Linked DNA regions of Rattus norvegicus: region 1 is linked to region 2. Evidence: chromatin contacts called from public Hi-C data. All regions are on one chromosome and are shown on one strand. Each heading gives the region's core, a stretch centred on a gene start, on an enhancer-like site or on the middle of the called end of the contact. The rest is flanking DNA. Distances are from core to core; before and after follow the strand shown.

Region 1 (5,799 bases), core at 3,281-5,780, 67 kb before region 2:
GCCCAGGTCTAGGACTATGTCTAGACAGACCCCATGTCTAGACAGCCCATGTCAAGGACCATGCCTAGACAGCCCAGGTCTAGGACCATGTCTAGACAGCCCAGGTCTAGGATCATGTCTAGACAGCCCAGGTCTAGGACTGAGTCAGTTGTGAAAAGATGGGCAAAGCACAGGTTCAAGATTAGTACTGCTCTGGTGTCCCCCGAGCAGGGCTACTTTACAGTTCCTTCCTGTTCTACACCACCACCAAGCAGGAGACAGTTGGCACACAGTGTTCACACACTCCATCTGCTCACGCCCAGGAGGACATTATAACAGGCACGCCCCACAAGTGTCAGGTCCCTCATGACAACAGGGGTCTCCGCTGCTTGACCCTTGGCATCTAAAGACTCTCACTCAGGAGAGTACATGCTGAACCCTCTCCTGCAGAGCACAGTGGATGTGTTTGGATGATGGACCAACCAACAGCTGTCTGTAAAGGGTGACTGCAAGACACCAACCATTAGCTGTTGAGCAGATTCTGTGACCCTAAAACCCAAATGTCCCTAATTTTGAAAACAAAATCCCAAGACGAACCTGAATTTATAAACAATATCATTATATCCATAATTTTAAAAACCAACATAATTCCCTAATCAAAATCAAGCAGGGAAATTAAAGTGAAAGCAATTTAGAGTTGTATGTATTTCTATATAAATATGGATTAGTGTACTTGGAAACAAAATGTCTGTGAATTTCCCAGTGCCTCTGTGTGGGTCACTACTGCTCTCCCCCGCAGTAGCCACAAGCCACAGAGTTTCTCAGCCACAGTGAAACAGCTCCTCCCAGCTCTGCTACAAAAAGCAAAGCCCACCTCATCCCAGTCCCTCCCCTTCTGACTGTGGAGGAGGAATCAGAAGGCAGGGTCCAGGCTAGCCCATTCTTATTCCACAAGCAAATCATGAGGCATCTGTTGGAATGAACATGGATGTAGATGAATCCCTGACGCTTCTGAGATATGCAGCAGTCACACACACACACACACACACACACACACACACACACACACACAGTGTGCTTGGTTCCTGGCCACATACGCTGTAGAAGGAGCCCACAGAGTGCACAGAGCAAGAAAGGTTCTGGAAGCTTCCTTTCCTCAAAATCCCCAGGGTCAAGAGGTCAAATTTCTTTCATTGTTCCCCCTTGTCACTCAGACCTGTCCTTCCTTCCCTTGCCTTATGGAATGACACCAAACAAATGTTGCTGGGCTTCTCAATCTTGCCAAGCACGCTCTGTCACTGCCCATCAAAGAGAGGCAGTACAGTGCAGGTGACACAGCATTTCCTGCAGCCCTGGAGATACTCAGTAGTCAGTCCCCTCTTGATCTGGGGCATGTGAGAATGGAGGGGAAAGCAGGTGTCAGGGAAACCCCCAAATCTACGCAACCTAGGTTTCTATGTTACAGGATAAATTAAGGGGGTTCATCAGGTTTCTATGTTATAGGATAAAATAAGGGGTTCATCCGGTGAACCGACAAGCTCCAGGAAGCCTCCCATGGAAGGTCCCCATTGACCCTTCCCTGTGTGATCACAACCATCGTACTCCCTGAGCTTAACCCAAGAGCATCCTAGGGTCTCCCAGGGGAAAACCAGCCACAGCCCTTTGTGAATCGTCTCCTGCTTGGTCCCCAGAAGACACTGGATGCTTGCTAAGGGAAGGGCCGTGCTTCCTCCTTTACTCAGGCACTGTCCCCAGAGAGCAGGACCTCACTAAAACAGGGGTTAAGGTTGGACAGAATGCCCTCATTGGCAGCACCTTCTCTATACAATCCGAACTCCTGTTTGTTTGTTTGTTTGTTTTTGCTCTTGTGTTTGTTTTTAAGAGTCATGAGTGAGCATCTGGAAGATTTTGACCCCACAGTGTCTGGAAGCTGGTTAATGGACCTAAGGACCTAGCAAAGTTCTGAGGGGCTAAGGAACCCATGAGACCTACTTGGGTGGAGAGTCAGGACTGCTCAGAGACATGCAGCAGAGAGTCGCCAGCTCAGGGACTGCACGAAATAGCAAGCTGAGTGCGAAGTGAAGAAGTTGAGGCTGGTGGTGGTTTGGAGGTCTGCAGAGTGCATCAGCTGGCTGGAGAGGAGGGTCTGGAGGAAGCTACAGTAGAAGGCTGCCCCTGATGATGTAGCACCAGTCCAGCTCCCCAGCTACCCTCTGGCCAGAGGGAAACATGATGGATATAGATCCCAGCCCAGTGGAAAAGGAGAGGAAGCCAGAGGGGGAAGGATGGAGGGGGCACACCCATGGGCTGTGTGTGTACGCCTGTGTGAGAGGACAGACCTCTGAGGCTGTGCTCAGTGTGTTAGGAGAAAAGACTTCAGGGAGGCGCAGAGTGAGCATGACCCCCAAGAGGGTTCAATGTCGGATCCACAACAGATCCTCCTGCATCACCTGTGCCACTGAGCATGCACCCTGAGGGTGACCCCCTGATGGGGACAAGCCAGTCCTGCCAGTGTTCAAACCCTCTAGGGACTGAGGCTCATGTCCACCTGCAGGAAAGAAGCTACTTCTTTTAAAACCACAGACTACATACGAGTAGTTTGGGTCTTTGGGAGTGATTGACTGGTTGGTTGGTTGGTTGGTTGGTTGGTGGGTTGGCTGGCTGGCTGGCTGGCTGGCTGGCTGGCTGGCTGGCTGGTTGGTTGGTTGGTTGGTTGGTTGGTTGGTTGGTTGGTTGGTTGGTTGGTTGGTTTGTTGGTGGGTTGGTTGGATGGTTGGTTGGTTGGTTGGTTGGTTGGTTGGTTGGTTGGTGGGTTGGTTGGATGGTTGGTTGGTTGGTTGGTTGGTTGGCTAGCTGGTTGGTTGGTTGGTTGGTTGGTTGGTTGGTTGGTTGGTGGGTGGGTGGGTTGGTGGGTTGATTGGATGGTGGGTTGGTTGGTTGGTTGATTGGTTGGTTGGTTGGTTAGATGGTTAGATGGTTGGTTGGTTGGTTGGTTGGTTGGTTGGTTGGTTGGTTGGTGGGTTGGTTGGTTGGTTGGTTTCTTTAGGGGTTTTGTTTTGGGACAGGATCTTGATTAAGTAGCCCAGGCTAGCTTAGAACTTGCAATTCTTCTGCCTCGGCACCCCATGACAGGATCCCAGGCAAGTGCATCATAGCCAGCGCTCGTTCTATAGTTTTTATTTTCAGTGCTGGGCTAGTCCCCAGGACCTCGTACATGCTGGACAAACACCATGTGTGGAGCTTTAGAGACAGCATACCTCTCCACTTTGCCCAGGCTCTGACCCTGCCTTCCCCCAGTGTAACCTGCCTGACAGCCATGGCTGAACACAGCAGAGGACTAGGCAAGGCCCACGTACCCAGACCTACAGTCACTGCCCTGGGCCCCTCCAAATCCCGTTTTCAGACTATGGAGAGCTGGCTCTAACCAGTTTTCCTGTCTCTAGACCTCAGCCTCCTCATCTGTAAAACTGTGAGATCCTGCCAGCCTACCTGACCAGACCAAGGGACCACTCAGATGGCTACATTCTAGCTGCCTTAATCTTTAAAAGTCTCTGCCAGGATCCAGCTGAACCCAAGATTGCCATATTTTTCTGTAACTCTCGACCTGAATGGTCTGCTGGAATCTCCCAGGTTCACTGTTCAGTACGCCACAGGGAGATGTTTTATTTTCTTTCTTCCCAAGACCCATCAGGTCGCTGACCCAGAATCCCATCTTCTCAGGCTCCTTTTCCAATGATCCCAGACACCCATCACAGTTATGTAGTCAGCCGCATGAAGCCCAGCCCAGCAATCAAGCATGCCTGGGGCGTATTCATGGTGAGGACTGAGGGGCCAGAGAGAGACAAGTCCCAGAAACAGGGTTGTTTGCATGCTACTGTCATTTAGAAGAGTGGCCAGCAGAGGGTGCTGTAGGACAAGGACAGGAGGCACTTAAGCAAAGCAAGGGAAAATCAAATGGTTGGGCATAAATGGAGACAAATTAGATCTAGACAGGCTAGAAAAGGCTCGCTCATCTCCTCTCTGGTTTACCCCTTTTCACCCGCCACATAGCACTTAACATCTCTTTCTTAGTGGAGTTGATGTTTGTAGCCCATAACGGCTCCAAATCTCCAGCACTCCAAAAATAGCAACACGTTCCAGGAGAGGAGAGAGTATAACCTTCCTCAGACCTATATGGGAAGGGGACACAGAGCAGTAGGAATACACTGCATGAGAAGTGGGAGCCAGAGGGAGGAGGGTATGGAGGGGCACACCCGTGGACCGTGTGTGCACCTGTGTGAGAGGACAGGTTGTGCCCAGCGATTTAGGAGGAAAGGTTTTAGGGAGGCATAGACTGAGCAAAAGTGAGCCCCAAGAGGCTTCAGTGGGTTCTCTAGGGAAGATTGATCCAAAATACTCCCTCTTGCTTTCCATGCACCAAGACCCAGCCCTCATCCCTCATCCCGACCTCCCTCAGGAAAGTTGGCACTCTTGTTGGTACAGATCAGATGTGTGTGTAGCCTCTCCAGATGCTCTGACTACTCTGAAGAACAGGATCAGGAGATGGCAGTGGTGAGTAGCATTGAGTTACCCACTGTCCCTCATCCCTTTTGTCTGCCAGCCCCAGCCAGAGGACTCTGAACCCCAGCCACAACATCCATCCATCACCCCCTTAGGTCAGATAAGACTAAACCCAGAGCAGAGAGGACACACAAGGGCTGTGTGTGACAAAGGCAGCCAGAGAGTCAGGTGGCCAGCCTTCCAAAAGTCACGAGTCGGTGACTCAGACCCATCAGAGCTAACAGCACACCTGGAATTGTTTGAGCTCTAAGCAAGCGAGCCCTGCTCTCTCGTGGCTGAGAAAGTATGTCCTCCACACACTAAGTCCTCGGGGCAGGTGGGGAGGGTGGGAGAGAAAAGCCACTCTGGGAATCACTTGAGGACCTCAAGTCAGAAAATGGGGACCTTAGTCCCAGCTTGATCCCTATCACCTGTGTGATTTTGGACAAACTTCTTAAGTGTTCCAGGTCTCTGCTTCCTTGTATAGAACAATAGATCTCCATAGGTCACATAGTAGTTGAGATTCCCTTCCAGAAGACAGAAGCATGGCAGCCCTCCTGAATCTCCCTTCCCTTTCACCAAGATGCTCAGCTCCCAAGGCAGCTCAGGAACTCCCAGGCAAGTACTCCAGTCCTGCCACCTCCCAAATTGGCAATGTCCCCAAATATGTGGTCCCCAGTATAAAGAATGCCCTGTCATCAACACACAGGCGTGCATGCGAGCACACACACACACACACACACACACACACACACACACACACACACACCTCACAAACACAGAAACAAACTGAGAGACTCACTTACCACATCTGATGAGTCTGCCTCAGCAAAGAAAGACGAATGCTCACTCACCATTCTGCCCTGGGGTGGAAGCCATGAGGTGTTGACGGCACAGGCGGTAGCAGAAGCTGGTTTCTCTGGAGAGACAGCACAGGACCGGTGGGGACCTGTGTAGGCACCCACAGGGAGCTTTCTGGAGTCATTGAGGGGCCGAGGGAGCCCTGGCCAAGAGAACCATGCCTTCCCTGGTTAGAGATGGCTGGGAGGTCTGTGTGGTAGGACTAGTATGGCACTGAAGGAGGAAGGATGTCACAAGGCCCTTAAGTAGTCTTCTGGATCCCTGTCTCCAGGGGCAGACAAGCTAGTACAGCCAGCAGCAGCCATAGGTGAGGTAAAATCTAAGGGCGGGAAGCCTCCTGTCCATGAAACACAAGCCGTCAACAACTGCCATTACTATGTTGACCTGCCTCAGGACTGTGTCTCTTCTAAAGGAAAGGGG
Region 2 (5,721 bases), core at 1,114-3,613:
CCAGGGCCTTGCGCTTCCTAGGTAAGCGCTCTACCACTGAGCTGAATCCCCAGCCCCCTGGTTTTTTTTTAAAGTGTTTATTTTTAATCTCTAAATATGTATATGTGGGTGGGTATGCGCACTTGAATGCAGGAGCCTGTGGAGGCTAGAGGCACTGAATGCTCTTAGAACTGAAGCTACAGACAGTTGTGAGCTGCCCAGTATAGGTGCTAGGAATCAAACTCAGGTCCTCTAAGAACAGTATGGTCTCTTAACCATACTCACTTATTCGCAGTACCTGGGATAGAACCCAGGACTTGCATAGCTAGGCAAAGCACTCTACTGCTAAGCCAAACTTCAGCACCCTACCCACAGGATCTTTAATAAGTTAGTCACTGCCACTGAGCCATGAGGCTGAGACATGCCCCCAACCCCATACCTTGACCTTCAGAGGTCAGAGAAAAAAACAGCCTGCCTGGCACAGTAGTACCCAAAGCTAGGTTCTGTGCAACAAGGTCCTCCATGGCTACAAAATTCCAAACAAAAACAAGGAGACAATACCACATATGGTTATTCTGAGCTCAGGGAGACTTTAACAGTCAAGGAAATGTATCTACAGCTACCATTCAATGCACATGAGTGTACATCCTGGAAAAAGGCTTTTGGGGAGAGAGGAAACTCAAACGGATATGGGAACATTCACCATGCAGCCAGGAACAAGGGCAGTTGCCAAGGCCACCCATAGGACATGAAGGGATCAGCAAAAGAGAACATCTCTGGAAGAGAAGGTACTCCTTAAGGGAGAACGAGCTGCTCCACAGTCCCTTCCCTGTCCCCAATTAAAAGAGAGAATTACATGCTTACTCTGTGCCAGGCTCTGTTTCCTGTCCTTTGCACATAACCCATGCAAAGTATCGTGAATATTTTCATCTTTTTTACAAAGGAACTGAGGCACAGAGCATGAAGTACTTTGTCCCCAGAATGCCAGGAAGCCTAGAGGCAAGTTAGGTGGATTGGGCTGTTAACTCTTATTTGCACTTGCGACATTTATCTCTCTCTTCTACCTGGCTCTTTCATTTACAGCCTGTATTTTACGCTTTCTCAAGTCCTATTGGAATAGGAAAAACTTATCTCCAAGATTGGCCCCAGAATTCCTAGAATTAAGAAGAGGCTGGACACTGGTGTGCATGCCCACTCTAGAGTAAAGTTGGGCCTTGACCTTGCCTTGGAGTTGCTGAAAACCCTGTTCTCTTTAAGTCTTCTTGGAAAATAAAACCTGTCTTGCAAGACAAAACCTTCCCGTGGGGCTGGGGCAATGGTTCAGTGACTAAGGGCACTTGCTGTAGAAGCAGGGGACCTGAGTTTGAATCCCCAGTACCCATGTAAAACAACAGACATGGTCACACGTGTCTATATCCATAACCCTGAGGGAACGGGGGACAGAGAGGGAGCCTTAGAGTTCCATAATCAACCAACCTAACCTGAATAGCAAACTTCCAATTAAATGAAAGGCCCTGCTCAAGCCAGGAGGATAGAGTCAATAGAAGAAAACAGTTAATATCCTCCTCTGGCCTCAACACAGACACAGACACAGACACAGACACAGACAGACCAACCCACCAACAGTCACTTGGGATACAGAAACAGGAAAATCATGAGTTCTAGGCCAGCCTGGGCTATACAGAAAGGAGACTGTGCCCATCACTTCCCCGTCTGCTTTGTATGCATCTCTCCATCTCCAGACAAGTTCGCATCTCCCTAACCCCCATCGCACAGACAATCAGACCATCAGTGTCTATGTGACTCCATCCACATTAGATTCCAGGGAGCTTGGAACCTGAAGCACAGGCAGAGTGCTTTCAAATACCCAGTCACCTGATCTCTGATGTGGAGAGCAGAGCTGAGGTAGAGCTCAGGCCAGCATCCTGAAGCATGAACAGCTAGCTGCACTTTGTTGGGCCAGGGAAAGTAGAGCTCCATTTCACTGTCGACACAGGAGTTGGCCCCCACCCACTCCAGACTTGTTGTGCTTCCTTCCTGACTACTCATCATGTGGTTGCTCCCCCTTGGCTTGTCTTCACACACGTGGGTGTGATGTGGCCGAGGCTCCAGACAGTGGGAAAGGAGCACAGCTCTTCGACATCCTGAAATGGTCCAAGTGTCCTGGCTCTCCTTCCAGCCAACCTCAGGACCACACAGCATTCTCGGATCACTTCTTGAGAAGGTCTTCAGACGTCAGAGGTCTCGCTCGAGGAGACTCGGACTGAGACTGCCTATTTTCTCCAGTGCTCTTCAGCCGAGGTGAGAGGATTGCTGGAACCCATGTAATGGAGAGTCTGCTCATTGTCCCCACGCCCCGGGACATACGGTTTTAGCCTGAGAAAATGAGGGGGTGGCAAGACATGAGTCATCCACAGAGTCCTATCCAGGAGGAGAGAGGCAGCTTTGGGCTCAGCATGGCTTCCCATAGCTCTTCAATCATTCACCAAGCATCCTGCTGCGGATCTCCATCCACAAGGTTGACCAACCTGCGTCCTTACAAAACACAAACTCCTTCCTTGTACTTTGAACACCAACCATGAGCACAACAGCAGAGCCACCAGTCAACCTCCTACACTTGTCACACTCTGCCCCTGCCAGGCCTGCCACTTCTCTACCTGGCCCACATGCCTTTCCTCCGTGTACACAAGGATTTATCAGTGACCCTGATTTATCATTCATTCAGCAAACACTTCCAGGACATGAGAGATTATGCCAGGCCACTTGTCCCCCAGGCCACCGTACTACAGAAGGGTACCCCTTTTACTAGCATTCCCCCTACAAATCAGGACTATTCATTCCTTTGATCCCTTCACCTAAAGAGGGCCCTGTAAGAACAGCCCAATAATGCCAGTCTTGGGGCTGGGTAAGGGGAATTTTTTTTTTAAAGATTTATTTATTATATATAAGTACACTGTAGCTGTCTTAGTTCACACCAGAAGAGGACATCAGATCCCATTACAGATGGTTATGAGCCACCATGTGGTTGCTGGGATTTGAACTCAGGACCTCTGGAAGAGCAGTCAGTGCTCTTAACCACTGAGCCATCTCTCCAGCCCCGGGTAAGGGGAATTTTATCATAGCTTTACTAGTTTTTTTATTTAAGATTAAGATTTATTTATTTATTATGTATATAGCATTCTGCCTGCATATATGCCTGCAGACCAGAAAAGGGGACAGTTATGAGCCACCATGTGGTTGCTGGGAATTGAACTCAGGTCCTCTGGAAGAGCAGTGAGTGCTCTTAACCACTGAGCCATCTCTCCGGCCTCCAGCTTTATAAGTTTCTAGTAAGTGTTTGGGGGCCCAAGAGGTGCTTCAGGCTGGGGATAATGGTGTACACATGTAATTCCAGTACTCAGGAAGTAACAGCAGGAGGACTGAGATTGAGGTCATCTCAATTCTTAGCCAGTTCAATACCGTGCCGAGTTACATAGCAAAACCATGTACAAACAAACAAAAAAGCCATACTAATGTAACATGGTAGATGGAAGCCCTGTGTTAGTTTAGATCCCTAACAGGGGGAAGGCGTAAAGAAAGGAGGGGAAAAGAAAAGAGGAGGGAGAGAGACAGAGAATGAGATTTGATTTGAGCTGTTGGGGGACACTCAGGTTATGAGCAAAACTTTGTCTTTATTTTTGTTGGAGAAATGTATTTCCAGTGTGATGGAGGCTAAAAGGTCTTGTCTTCTGCCTGTAGCCTGGTTCCTCAAAGCATGGTCATAGATCTGTGACAAGGGAACATGCCACAAGCCCACCCCAGACCTCCTCTAGAACCAGACTGCATTTGTGGAGGGGAGCACTGAGGATTAGTCCAAGGGCCTTGTGCATACATACTAAGCATGCACTCAGCCACTGTGCAGTAACCCTAGCCCCTGGAACAGCCAACAAGCTCCCCATGGGATTCTCCGGGGAAGCAATTACAAGAATAATGATTCTTGTTCACTGGTGAATTTAGAAACAGTATGTTTACAGATTCTTTTCCAGTCAGAGGCTGAAAGCCACCACCACTTTTTTCTATATTCAGTCCCATTTTCCTGAGTTCCTGCTATTGTACTCCCACATAAGCTTTGAGGTTAGAGTATCTTTTTCTTTTTCTTTTTTTTTTTTTTTTTGGAGCTGGGGACCGAACCCAGGGCCTTGCGTTTACTAGGCAAGCGCTCTACCACTGAGCTAAATCCCCAACCCCGAGGTTAGACTATCTGAAATTAGAATCTTTGCCAGTTATTTGCCTGCCATGACTTTCGGCAAGTTGTTTCACCTACCTGAGCCTTCCTTCTAGTTCATCAAGTGGAGGTAATAGCATTGTTTCAAGGCTACAAGTAAAGTCTTTGCCGATGTAGCTTGCATCTGGGAAGCACTCATTTGCATCCTGATTGGATCTGAATGTCCCCAGATTTTAGTTTGTGAGACAAAGTCTCTCGTGACTATCAGGCTGGCTTCAGACTCTACTCGATCTGTAGCCAAGGATGATCTTGAACTCTGTACCCAGTGATGGGCTAGGAACCTATCTCAGAGCTGAAAGGATTCTAGGCAAACCCTCTACTAATTGAGCTACGTCTCCCAGGTCCATTTGTTTGTTTGTTGTTTGTGTTTATCTATTTATTATATACACAGTGATATATATATATCACATATGATATATATATCTATAACAGATATATATAGAGAGAGATATATATGAATGAGTGAATGTCAGAAGAGAGCATCAGATCTCATTATAGATGGTTGTACGCCACCATATGGCTGCTGGGAATTGAACTCAGGACTTCTGGAAGAAAAATCAGTGCTCTCAAACTCTGAGCCATCTCTCCTGTCCTGTTTGTTTTTGAACCATAGTCTTGTTAGTAGTCCAGGCTAGCCTTGAACTTGTGATCCTCTTGCCTCTACTTCCAAATACCAGGATTATGTGCATGTGTTATCCTGCCCAGCCATTCATATTTTGTAGAAACCACATTTACATATTTTAGAGTGAAATGATTCTGTAGTTTGGCTCATCCATTATTCTTAGATTATTCTCAGGGTTTGGGTTTTTTTTTCCCCCAAAGTGACTATTTTTCTTGGAGGTAATTTAACTATTACTTCAAAAAAAAAAAAAACCAACCCATTTTAGTCATGTTTGTTAGTACATCCTGTAGCTCTAGCATCTAAGAAGCTGAGGTGGGAAGCCTACAAATTTTAAGTTAAGATAGATGTGTAGTAAGACCCTATCTTGAAGAGAGCTGCCTAAGGGTTTGCATTTTTGCATTTAAATCCTGGAGGGTGTGGTCTTCAGGAAGTTCACTTAAATAGAATGAATCAGCAAAGCTTAGATTGAACACAGGTTCTGGGAAGCTGCAGCATCTGTCAGAATCTAACTTGGATTACCCTGAGGGTGGGTCTTCAGGGAAAGTGGCCCTTTTGAAAGTGTCTTAAAACGATTACAGGAAGAATAACATGAGAAATAAACAACTGTTGAGATGTCAATAAAGCTATAATTAAGCTCATTTAAAAAAAATATATAGCCAGGGTTGGGGATTTAGCTCAGTGGTAGACCACTTGCCTAGCAAGCACAAGGCCCTGGGTTCAGTCCCCAGCTCTGGAAAAAAAAAACAAAAAACAAAAAACAATAGCCATTGTTAGGGTTCTAAAATCACTGAAGGAAGACCCCAGACTTCCTTCAAGAAGTATGCAAGAACGAAGAGTCTTTATTCTACAGAAACAA

The links. A called contact is a pair of places that touch in the nucleus more often than the background predicts.
Region 1: a Hi-C map of the A7r5 cell line shows a contact between it and region 2, with 2.8 times the contacts expected there. The contact joins two enhancer-like sites. A contact is called at or near these places in 3 of 12 Hi-C or Micro-C datasets (the A7r5 cell line, Schwann cells and liver) and 1 of 1 datasets of contacts at active chromatin or transcription factors (oligodendrocytes).

What each region holds. Positions count from the first base shown.
Region 1 is chr3:136,939,757-136,945,555 of GRCr8, reverse strand. No RefSeq gene overlaps it. Among named protein-coding and RNA genes, the nearest start is that of Ckap2l, 35 kb to the left of the region's middle. Within about 2 kb of position 4,530, at least 5 of the 93 cell types and tissues checked have an H3K27ac peak or open chromatin away from gene starts, as enhancers often do. A contact at or near this core is called in the A7r5 cell line, where this site is marked.
Region 2 is chr3:136,870,748-136,876,468 of GRCr8, reverse strand. No RefSeq gene overlaps it. Among named protein-coding and RNA genes, the nearest start is that of Slc20a1, 7.6 kb to the left of the region's middle. Within about 2 kb of position 2,363, at least 11 of the 93 cell types and tissues checked have an H3K27ac peak or open chromatin away from gene starts, as enhancers often do. A contact at or near this core is called in the A7r5 cell line, where this site is marked.